Regions from separate parts of the Mus musculus genome. Here region 1 is linked to region 2. Evidence: chromatin contacts called from public HiChIP or PLAC-seq data. All regions are on one chromosome and are shown on one strand. The core of a region is the stretch at or near the end of the contact, and the rest is flanking DNA. Distances in the headings are between cores, read along the strand shown. Region 1 overlaps Gm50595. Region 2 overlaps Hoxd3 (homeobox D3).

Evidence for each region. HiChIP or PLAC-seq counts read pairs in DNA pulled down with a chosen protein or histone mark.
Region 1: a contact with region 2 is called in an H3K4me3 HiChIP or PLAC-seq map of embryonic hindbrain, with 4 times the contacts expected there. The contact joins two enhancer-like sites. A contact is called at or near these places in 3 of 39 promoter capture datasets (the SN4741 cell line, embryonic stem cells and maxillary cranial neural crest) and 4 of 115 datasets of contacts at active chromatin or transcription factors (differentiating embryonic stem cells, embryonic basal ganglia, embryonic forebrain and 1 more).

Annotation. Positions count from the first base shown.
Region 1 is chr2:75,469,035-75,473,915 of GRCm38.p6, forward strand. It overlaps Gm50595, which reads right to left. Exons shown (of 7, transcript XM_017319380.1): 4 at 1,379-1,590; 5 at 122-182. Among named protein-coding and RNA genes, the nearest start is that of 9430019J16Rik, 27 kb to the left of the region's middle. Within about 2 kb of position 1,512, at least 96 of the 459 cell types and tissues checked have an H3K27ac peak or open chromatin away from gene starts, as enhancers often do.
Region 2 is chr2:74,730,053-74,735,288 of GRCm38.p6, forward strand. All of the region lies in intron 1 of Hoxd3 (homeobox D3), which reads left to right. Among named protein-coding and RNA genes, the nearest start is that of Mir10b, 6.6 kb to the left of the region's middle. Within about 2 kb of position 3,444, at least 18 of the 459 cell types and tissues checked have an H3K27ac peak or open chromatin away from gene starts, as enhancers often do.

The sequences.
Region 1 (4,881 bases), core at 262-2,761, 740 kb after region 2:
CTCTCCCTCCGTGGGAGCCTTGTGGATGTCCTCAGTCTAAATCCACACATGTACTCAGCCTGCCTTTCAGGCCAGCAACCATCGAGGCTACAGCCTAGAGTTAATGAAAGCAGCGACCCACCTCAGAATCATAGAGGGCTCCATTTTTACCACCTCCTGTGCAGAGGACATGTTCCGTTGACCTAGTGTGAAAAAGACAGCTGATGACCTGTTTGTTCCAAGACATGGATCTTGATCACAATTTGTTATATCTTAAGGTGTGTTGTAAATAACAGGTCCCGGCTTGTGCTGTGATGTTTGCCCTAGTACTACACATAACCAGCCTTCTAAACTTTCACAGTTTCCATGTATCTGTTGTTGTTGTTGTTCCTTCCTCTTTTCCTCCTCTTCTTCCGTTTTACTTACACCGTTTAATACCAGCTCTAATAAGAGGCAAACTACCATGCCCTACTTTTTCATTGGCAAATTTATTGAACAAATTTCTATTCTCTCATCCCTGTCACTTAGGAAATGTTTGCTTAAACTGGACCAAGGGCTGCTGGTATAGAAACCCACTTACTCTTCCCATTGGCCAACACTGACCAGTGAAATAATATTAAGCTCCTGTTAATCTTCCCAGTCATTCAGAAAAGACAAAACTCCGAAAACACAGTACTCTTAGCTGTGTTAAGAAAAACAACTTGGGGCTGGTGAGATGGCTCAGTGGGTAAGGGCACCCGACTGCTCTTCCGAAGGTCCGAAGTTCAAATCCCAGCAATCACATGGTGGCTCACAACCACCCGTAATGAGATCTGATGCCCTCTTCTGGTGTATCTGAAGACAACTACAGTGTACTTACATATAATAAATAAATCTTTAAAATAAAAAAGAAAAGAAAAACAGCTTAAATAGAAGAGGAAAAAAATGTCACCCAAGTTGGATATTCTAGTTCTCAGTTATGAAAGCTGTATATCTCCCACTGCAAGAAGTCTCACGTCTGAAGGGAAATGGAGGAGGCATCTGCTGTGTGGCCATGTGCTCTTTCACCCAGTGGCATTTCCCGGCATCCCCAGCCACCAGGGAGTTTCAAGGTAGCTCTAGTTTTCCCGAGCTAATCAACTAAAAGCAGCTAACTACCCAACAGGCTTTGCGGTGCAGGCTGAGGCTGGCTCTTCTCAAGGAGGACAGGCAGGCTGTAGCCTTTAAAAATGGATTTCAGTGAGAACTAAGGACAGTGATTTTCTTCTGGAATGGTCGGGCTCTTATTCCAGTACAGTTCTCAGTTAGCCATTTTTCTTGAACAAGAACCTGGAAAATCTGTCATTCTATAGCTCACAAAGACACCCGTAATCTGCTATCAGCATACAGTTTGATAAAAGAGCCATTTCCCCTTTCTCACAATCTTCTACTGGCAGGAACAAGAGCCCAGTGCGATCCAACGCCGAGCACATGGCATTTCTGGCTGTGATACAAAGGACTCCAACATCCTTCTGCATATTTGATGACCCTGGGGACCCTGCAGTGTAGCGCTGCTGTGGGAACATCTGAGGCCGCCAGCGGGCACAGCTGTCTTTGTCTTCCCACGCTGCTCAGAGCTGTGGTTGTGGGGAGCTGCAGAAACGGAAACGGGGTGCTGGTTGAGAAAAATCATAAGGCTCACCAGGGCCCACATTCCCCCACGAAATCAGTCTATCTGGTTCTGAGTTGCTGATTTCTGTTCACACCCCCACCCCGTATGTTGCCTATTGTGCCCCCGCATCTCTTCACCTCACTGAAGGCTGTGTCCCATAAAGAAAACCGGTCTCTCAGGGGAAGCACTGTGGCTTCTGGTGTGGGACTCTGCCCTAGAAGTGGTGGGGTTAGAGTGCTGCGGTTTCCTGGGATGTGATGAAAACAGGGTCCACACAGTGTTTACATGTCGTTCAGGAAGGGACCGGGGGCTTCTGAGAAGGAAAAGGCTTCGGACTGGCAGTGGTAATGTTCACCTTTAATCCCAGCACTCAGCAGACAGAGGCGGATGGATCTCTGTGAGTTTTGAGGCCAGCCAGATCTACATAGCAAATTCCAGGCCATTTAAACCTATATAGTGTGGCCCTGCCTCCTCCCTCCAAAAAGTAAAAAAAAAGAAAGGAGGAAGGGAGAGAGGGAGGGAGGGAGGGAGGGAGGGAGGGAGGGAGGGAGGGAGGGAGGGAGGGAGGGAGGGAGGGAGGGAGGGAGGGGAAGAAAATGAGAGAAGAAACCTGTTCATGTCTTGAAATAAGACATGTTTATCTGAGCAATGCTGAGTGCCCCCCTCACTGTAGTCTCCTACTTGATGCACTATTATAAGCTTGCCTTCAAACTACACGAGACAATTATTCTTAACTCTCTCTAAATACCAAAATAATCATGCACAAATCTTTTAAAAATGCAAAGGCAGCAGTGTGTGATAGCATGGGCTGGAATCCCAGCACACAGGAAGCTGATGCACGAAGAACACAAGTTCAAGGCCAGCTTCAGCTATAGAGCCAGACCATGCCTCAGACAGAAAAAAAAGAGAGAGATCGAGAGAGAGAGAATTTGCTGCTCAAATGCCAGCCCAAAAGGACTAGTTCAGAATCTTCAGCATTAGGGATCAGCAATTCTTACGCTGAAAGTCCCAGTGCCCAGCTGAGGTGGGAGTCCCTGGTTGGCAGCCACTGAGCGGGTGATTCACAAATGCCCAGTGGCTCCAGCAGCAAAGATTTTGAGAATTCCTCTCCCTGGACATGGTAGGACTCTGATTTCCTGAAGCATTTGCCCTTGTGAACATGTCTGACAATTGGTCTAAAGGCAGCCTGCTCAGTCCCACTAAGAGGACTTCCCATTTCTAGAGAGATCTTTTACCATTTTAAGAATAGGTGTATAGAGAGGAATTCGAGGGAGGAAAAAGAAAGGGGAAGTGAATTAATTATATTTTAATCTCTAAAATGGTTTTAAAAGAATAAGTAAATAACCAGGCAATGATGACATTCACCTTCATACCCAGGACTCAGGAGGCAGAAACAAGTGAATCTCTGAGTTCAAGGCCAGCCTGATCTACGGAGTGAGTTCCAGGACAGCCAGAGCTACTGAGAGAAACTCTTGTCTCAAAACAAACAAGCAAACAACAAAAATAGGTATATAAGAAAAGCAAGACGGGCCTTTGGGCCTCCATCATTTAAGTTGAATTGCACCAATGGTCAAAACATGACAATACAAAGTCATTCATTATTGATTCTAACTAAAGCCAAGCAATGGGCATGATTGACTCCATTGGAAGGATCCAAAATGATCAAGAAAGTAGTAGCAATGTGTGAGGTCAGGACATCACCCATTCACCCACTTACATGGCTAAGTTCATAGTAATTAAAGGGATGTATGGATACTAGATACTATCTATAATGTTTCCACATACACTTACTATCTGCATAAACAAATATGTGTCTTCAAATCATAAGGTTTCATAATTGAAATTATTCTCAGGAATGCAGGTCTAGAAAAATAATAAAACACATGGTCTCAGGTTTATAAAATGTTGGCATTACAACTTACTTTAAAGGAGTTTTTTTTTTTTTTTTGAGGTTTCAGCTAACATCTGGCAGTGAATATCAATGCTGACCAACTACCCACAGCTGGTATTAATAGGATAGAGAAATGTTATGTTTCCTGGTTAAAATGTCCAAGCCAAAAATGATTCTCGCAAGCAAACTGGGCTGCTAGAAATTCGACCTGATGGATTAGTCGGTTTCACTTTTCTATTTCCGGCCTATGAAGATGGATCCCGGGGCCAGCTTTCACAGGGAAACGTCTTATTTAAATGTTTAAAACCAGAGATGCCTACCTCTGGCTTCCGCCATCGAAATGTACGATATTTGGAGAGGACACTCCTTGGTCATCTCTAAATGCACCCACAGCAGCTAAGACAGGAAATCAAGACCTCAGACCTGGTATTCAAACTGGCTCTGATCTCACCGAGGCCTTATTGTTGTCCCAGCACTAGTGAGAAGAACAAAAAACTAAAGAACAATAGCCAAATCATTGTTCTCTCTAGTAATAAACCTTGTTTGCCATACATAGGCCAAATTCATATGGGATGCTAATGGTGCATCAGCCTTGAAGACGGGCCAGCTGTTTAGCCAAAAAGAGAAGAACTGAAGAGATAGGGTCTGCAGGATGTCAGCACACAGCACAGCTACAACATCAGAGCACCCCGGTCTCCTCTGTTTATGTGGCTTACCTCACTTTCCCAGAAAGAGAACTCTTTATAAGGAGTCGGGGTTCTTTCTTTGCCTGGATAGCGGGGCTGACCTTGAGCCGTGAGCATCACCTGGAATATAAATGCCTCACTGGCCTGGGGCGGAACCCTAAGGACTCTCCTCCTTACATAAATTTCTCTTCCCCTTCCTGAGCAATGAACTTCTACTGCAAGAAAAGCCCATACCCTCAAGTCACTGAGCTTTTTATACACAGCATCTTCTTCCACTTGAAGCAGTGTTGCCTCAGTGAAGGCCCCTTCCCCCACGTTCTCATGGAGGGACCGACTTGACTCTGCACCATGGAGCTGTGTGCAAGGAGTGCACCTCTCTCTCCCATCCCTTCCCCTCCATTCTCTGCTCTTCAGTCTCCATGTGACCCTGAACAATAATCCTATTACATCCCTGATCTCTCTCCAGGACGTTCATCTCCATCCACCTTTTTAATGGCATTGTTAATGATTTGAAGGGAGTAAATCACAGTCAAGATAATGGCTGCAAAAAATTAATAGACATGATTTTTATGATATAATATACTAGTGTACTAATCGTGAGAACAGTTAATTGAAAAGCACTAAATATTTTATTATCCATTCAGCATTCTGTTTATTCTTTCTCCCATTCTGAACTTTTTACCTATTATTCTTTC
Region 2 (5,236 bases), core at 2,194-4,693:
TTATATAGTCAAATGAAACAAGTCTTTGAAAGTTTGAACCCCAGAACTCCAAACAGAAACCCCTGGTTGCAGTTACACCCCCCCCCCACACACACACACATAAAAAACACAAGTAAGAAATGGAGGAAGGGCTAGCTTAAATTTTAATTCTATGATCCTTGGTGGTAGTATTTTTGTCAGAATTTCAGAACACTTTAGAAAGTTTCAGTGGTTGTTTTTAAAAATAGACTTAGGTGGAGAAGGGAAAGGTCTGTTCTTTGGTTCTATGTCTCCTGAGAGCTGAGGGCAGAGATTCACTGCAGTCCCTAGGCTGAAATTCTACTCTCTGAAGTGTCTTCCAAGCCTTGGTCTTTTGTATTAGACCCTGGGGAAAGGGTCTTTGTTCCTCCTTGGGGTGAGCCTGCCTCTCACACTTGCACATGGCAATACTTGAATATCACCACGTCGGGATATTAAAGATGGATATTCCTGCATTATTTGCGTCATTGTTTCTGTGACAAAAAGCACAGAGTTCATACATAGTTAAGACGTCTTTTTTTCTGACGCCCTCACGTTGAGAAGCTGAAAAGGTATTTTACTGAAGTTCGGCTAAATTACAGAATCAGGTTCACCCAGAGGACAAATTTTCTGTTCGATTAGCTGTATTTCAGCCTGGAGGACTGACCTCTAAACCCTTAACCTTTTGGACTTTAACTACCCTTCTCTTCTCTTTTTTCCCCTCCCTGTAGCATGGAGGCAGTCTTTGGAGACAGCATTTGAAAAGAGGCGGTATCTTTAGGCCAATTGGAAAATTGTTACTACTCTTTCCTAAAAGGCAAATCTAAGCATACATTGGACCATGTCCTTGGGGTGGGAAGTGTGTATTTTCACAATATTCAGCTCTATAGCCACTGTGGAGATGGTTATACAGATTTTTCCCTCTCCTCAGAAGTTCTGGTTACTCATCCAGCTTCAGACCAAACACTAGCCCTCCTTCCTCCTGCCCCAACAAAAAGCTAAAAGTTAAGAGAGTGCTTTCCTGAAGAAAACCCCAGCTTCTTCTCAAACAGCCCCACTGCTTTGGAAACTAACTAGAGCTGAGAAACAACTTCTTTGTTTATAAATCTCAGCTCTTCCTCTCAGCTGGGAGGGGTTGTCTTTTGAAATGCTAATGGCATTTGCATGGCCCAGAGAGCAGTTACTAGTCCTAAAGTCTTATTCTGGCCCTAGTACCCATTTGGGCCCAAAGGAGTGGACAAGGAAAGAGGTGGCCCCTGCCCCCACCCTAGTCACCTAGAGCAGGAAGGTCTCCATCTGGGAACCTGCTCTAGAGAAAGCAAGCTGTGGAAAGGCTCCAATGCCCATTTGTTGTTATTTATTTCCAGTTTGTTCCTCCCCAAATATGAGCCAGAAGCATTTGTTTGAGTGTTTTAGAACCTGTGTTGGGGCCGTGCCTGGTGTTGAGGAGTGGAATGTTTGCTGAGGGGAGGACAGTTCGCCTCTGACTCTCATCTCACTTGTCCGGTTACAGCCTTTTGTTGTGAGATGACATTGCCAGTCAGCCCCTTGGAGTCTGCTCACAAAAGATGCTTTTAAAAATAGGACTGAGCACTGGTTTTGCTGCCACTGATTAAAGTCTTATTTATACTAATTGTTGCCTGTAGTTTTGATGTAATTCATTGATCTATATTTGAAATAATAAAAAGGTGTAGTAAAATCTCCCTCCTGTTTGGTGCCTTGTTAGAGACTCTTTGTTAAGTTTTCTGAAAGCTAACATTCACTATAAACATCTCCTCTTCTTATTTTCTACAATAAATTGGACACCCATTTATTTGGTGCCTGTGGTGTGAAAGTTAAGTCACTGATGGTGGTTTAGCAGTTCCACAAGCCCCTTCCACTCCCAATTTGGCTACTATGTTTGGTGAGCAGCGGCAAGTCCTGTGGGGGTGGGATCCAGGCTGCAAGGTGGAGGGCATTATTTGTAGAAAGAGAAGCAACTGCTTGGGCTACCGGGGGCTCCAAATCGGCTTTTGGCCCTGGCCAGTTTTAAGATTTTCTTCAGAGTAGTTATGGGAAACCTTTGCACTCTTCAGAGGCTGGGTGAGAATGCTTTTTCTGGGCCCAGCCAGTACTGGCTGGTGGTTGTTGCTCCGACCTGACCAGGCTGGCCTCCCATATTGGACTGCCACTTTTCTGGGGCTACTGAACTCCTCTGGTGTTTCCAACACCTGCCCCCCCCCCTTCCCCGCATCTCTTTTGCCCCTCAGACAACAATAAACACTCTCTACTATAAAAAGTACCATGTACTATTTTTATCACGAGGGCTTTCCCACATCTTGGCCTCAGCTTTGAAGAGGGGGCCAAGATAGGAGTTCCAAAATAGATAGGGGGTGTCTTACTGGAGACAGGAAATAAGCAGGATGCATAAAGTAGGACATATGTCCTTAATATATGGAAGGGCTCGCCCCAGACGCGTGGACATGTGTATTTATAAGTGCACAGACAGAAGTTTAAATATTCAGACACATTTTATGATTGTCCTCTGCCCGTCTTCTGGTTAATGGCTCCTCCTGTGCCCACCAATACATCAATACCGCTGTGTGTATTGAATCACCGGCAGGGATGAGGAAGAAGCGAGTCCATAGCTAAGCCCGTTGAGTACAGTACAGTAAATCGGACCCTCGGCAGACGGCGCCATGTTGGGGAGCCCTCCCTGCCCCCCACGCCGGGATGGGAGGCTGGGGGCTCGGCGGCAGTCAGGGGAGGGCCGCTCATAACCGGAGAATTTTCAAAGTGCGAGGAAGATGATAAGAATAGATTTCTACAAGTCGCGACCACGTGATTGGCGAAATAATTAATTCAGCACGTCCCTTAAGAAACACGGAGTCGTCATTAATCTGCCACGCAAAGGGCTCTCTCCGACTTGGAAAGTGCAGGGATCCCGAGAACACGGCCCGCCGAGGGGGGCCCCCTGCGCCCGCAGACCAGGGCGCCCAGCGCGGCCCGCAGGTAAATATTTGGGCGACTTTTATTTCATCAGATTTCAATCCTTAATGAACTTAGCTGTCAGAGCCGCTGACAAATAGTTGCCTTTGCTTCTCTGGTTTGGAACAGCGCGCCGGTCAGAAGTTGTTAGTGGCTTGGATGGTGACCTTTGGTTCAGCGAAGCTTTGCACTTATGAAAAATTACTAGGGGCGGCCGCGGGCGCGCGCGCGCGCGCGTGTGTGTGTGTGTGTGTGTGTGTGTGTGAGAGAGAGAGAGAGAGAGAGAGAGAGAGAGAGAGGATGAGGATGTGAGGGTGTGCAAGGGGTGAGGGTGTAAGGGGCGAGGGTGTGAGCAGGCTGCTCCCCAGACAACAGGAGTTTAAAAAAAAAAAAAAAAAAAAACCGCCTGGCTGGGGACACTCCTGGCGCACGCGGGCCGAGGTTGCCCGGTCGCCTGTGTCTACCAGGAACAATGGTCGCTGTCACCGCATCTGCCGCCTATTCTTAAACCAGCGAGGAAAAAAAAAAAAAAGCCCCGGCCCTCTTTTCAAGCTAGGCTCGTAAATTTTTCTTTGCGTCATAATAGAAGGCTATAAAATCGAGTTGAAATTTTACCCCAGGCAGGTTTTAACCAACAGATAATGATTCCAAGCTACTTCTCTTTGCTCTCCGCCTTCCCCACCCCAAGCTCAGCTGCTGGTCGCCCCAGCGAGCAGCTTCTCTTTGCTTCCTCTTTAGTTTTGTATTTGTAAATTTTTCTTTTTCTTTTTTCTTTTCTTTTTTTTTTTTTTTGTTTTGACTATCTAACAAAACAAAAAGAAGTCCTCCACCTCCCAAGTCGGAGCAGCGCAGGCAAAGAGAAGCCTCCAAGGAAGAGGAGGCTGCGGCCAGCTGCAAAAGCCATAGGGTCTCTTGCTCCCATGTTGCCTTGGTTTCCCCTCACTCCAAGAAGATTTGACATCCCAAACGTGCCTTTGCTTAGGTCCTACCCCAGCTAGCTCTGTCCGTGGGGTGGGGGCAAGTAGCAAACATTCTCTTCCTTTAGCTGCAAGCTCCAGCTCGGGTGTCTCAGCAGACAGTCTTTTCAAATGCCTCCTTACCACCTCCCAACTTCTGTGCTTTGCCTCCACTGACTTTAAGAAGGATTTCGGCAAGCAGGAACTGTCTCTGTGTGGTGGTTGTTTAGGGTTGTGGTTTATTTATTTATTTATTTATTTATTTATGGTGTGTATATATTTCTAGTCAGGACAGCAACAAAGTTTCCCCCGTTATGAATTATACATCCAAACAATAACACATTAATTCAATTATTCAAAGATGACAAATGTTTATGTGCTTAGCAAGTGACTCCTGCACGCAGATTCAGGGCGCTCTCTCTGCTTGCGTTTTTCTCAATGAGAATCGTCGCCCCTCTCACCCCACCCACTTCAATCCACTCAAACATCCCCTTGTAGGCTCAGAAAGGAACCCACAAAAAGGCTCCCCAGCTTCACTAGAGGCTGGGCTTCCAAACAGCCTCCAAAGGCCCGGCTTGGCGGGCACAGGCCCGGGCTATTTTATCAGTGTGACAATTGCCGGGGTTGGTGTGATAAATCATCGTAAGTAATTCCTGAAAGGGTGTGAGGCTGTTGGGGGCCGGGCGAGGACTGTAAATCTTTCCGGTTTATTGCTCTATGAACATATGCTCCGATTGAAGAAGGCTTAGATCCTTTCCTGGAGACAAATTCCCGCAAAGCAGCCCCCCTCTTTGGCAGGGGATTAACACTTGCCGGGGGCCGGCAAGCACAAGCCCCTGGCTGGAGGCTTGGAGGCGGGGTTCTCTGAATGGGGGTGGAGTGGGGGCAGCCTACAGTCCCTTGCGACAAGCACCCCAAGTGGGCCTGATCCTTGACTGGGGCAGGTGAACAAAAAGGAAGGAATTCCCTATCAAGTTTGGGATCTGGGTCCAGTGCCTCTTGCTTTGGGACCTGCCGACTTCTCTACATTGAGGATTGAGAACCTCTTTTTCTCCCCCCCCCTCTCCCGGGGTCATTCAGGGCTTTGGGGCACTTTCTTTCTTAGGAGGGTAGGAGGCCGTACAAGCCATATGGGGCATTAACTCCGTGGCAGAACCGTTTTTTAAAAAAGCTCAGAAAGCCAAATTCGGAGTTTCCCACAGTGTGAAATTCTATGGTGAGGGAGGCCTGACAGGGGTAGGTTAGGAGCTCGCTATAGTCCAGGAATGAACCCTGGCCTAGATTCGCTTAACTCTTCTTCCCACATGCAGGATAAC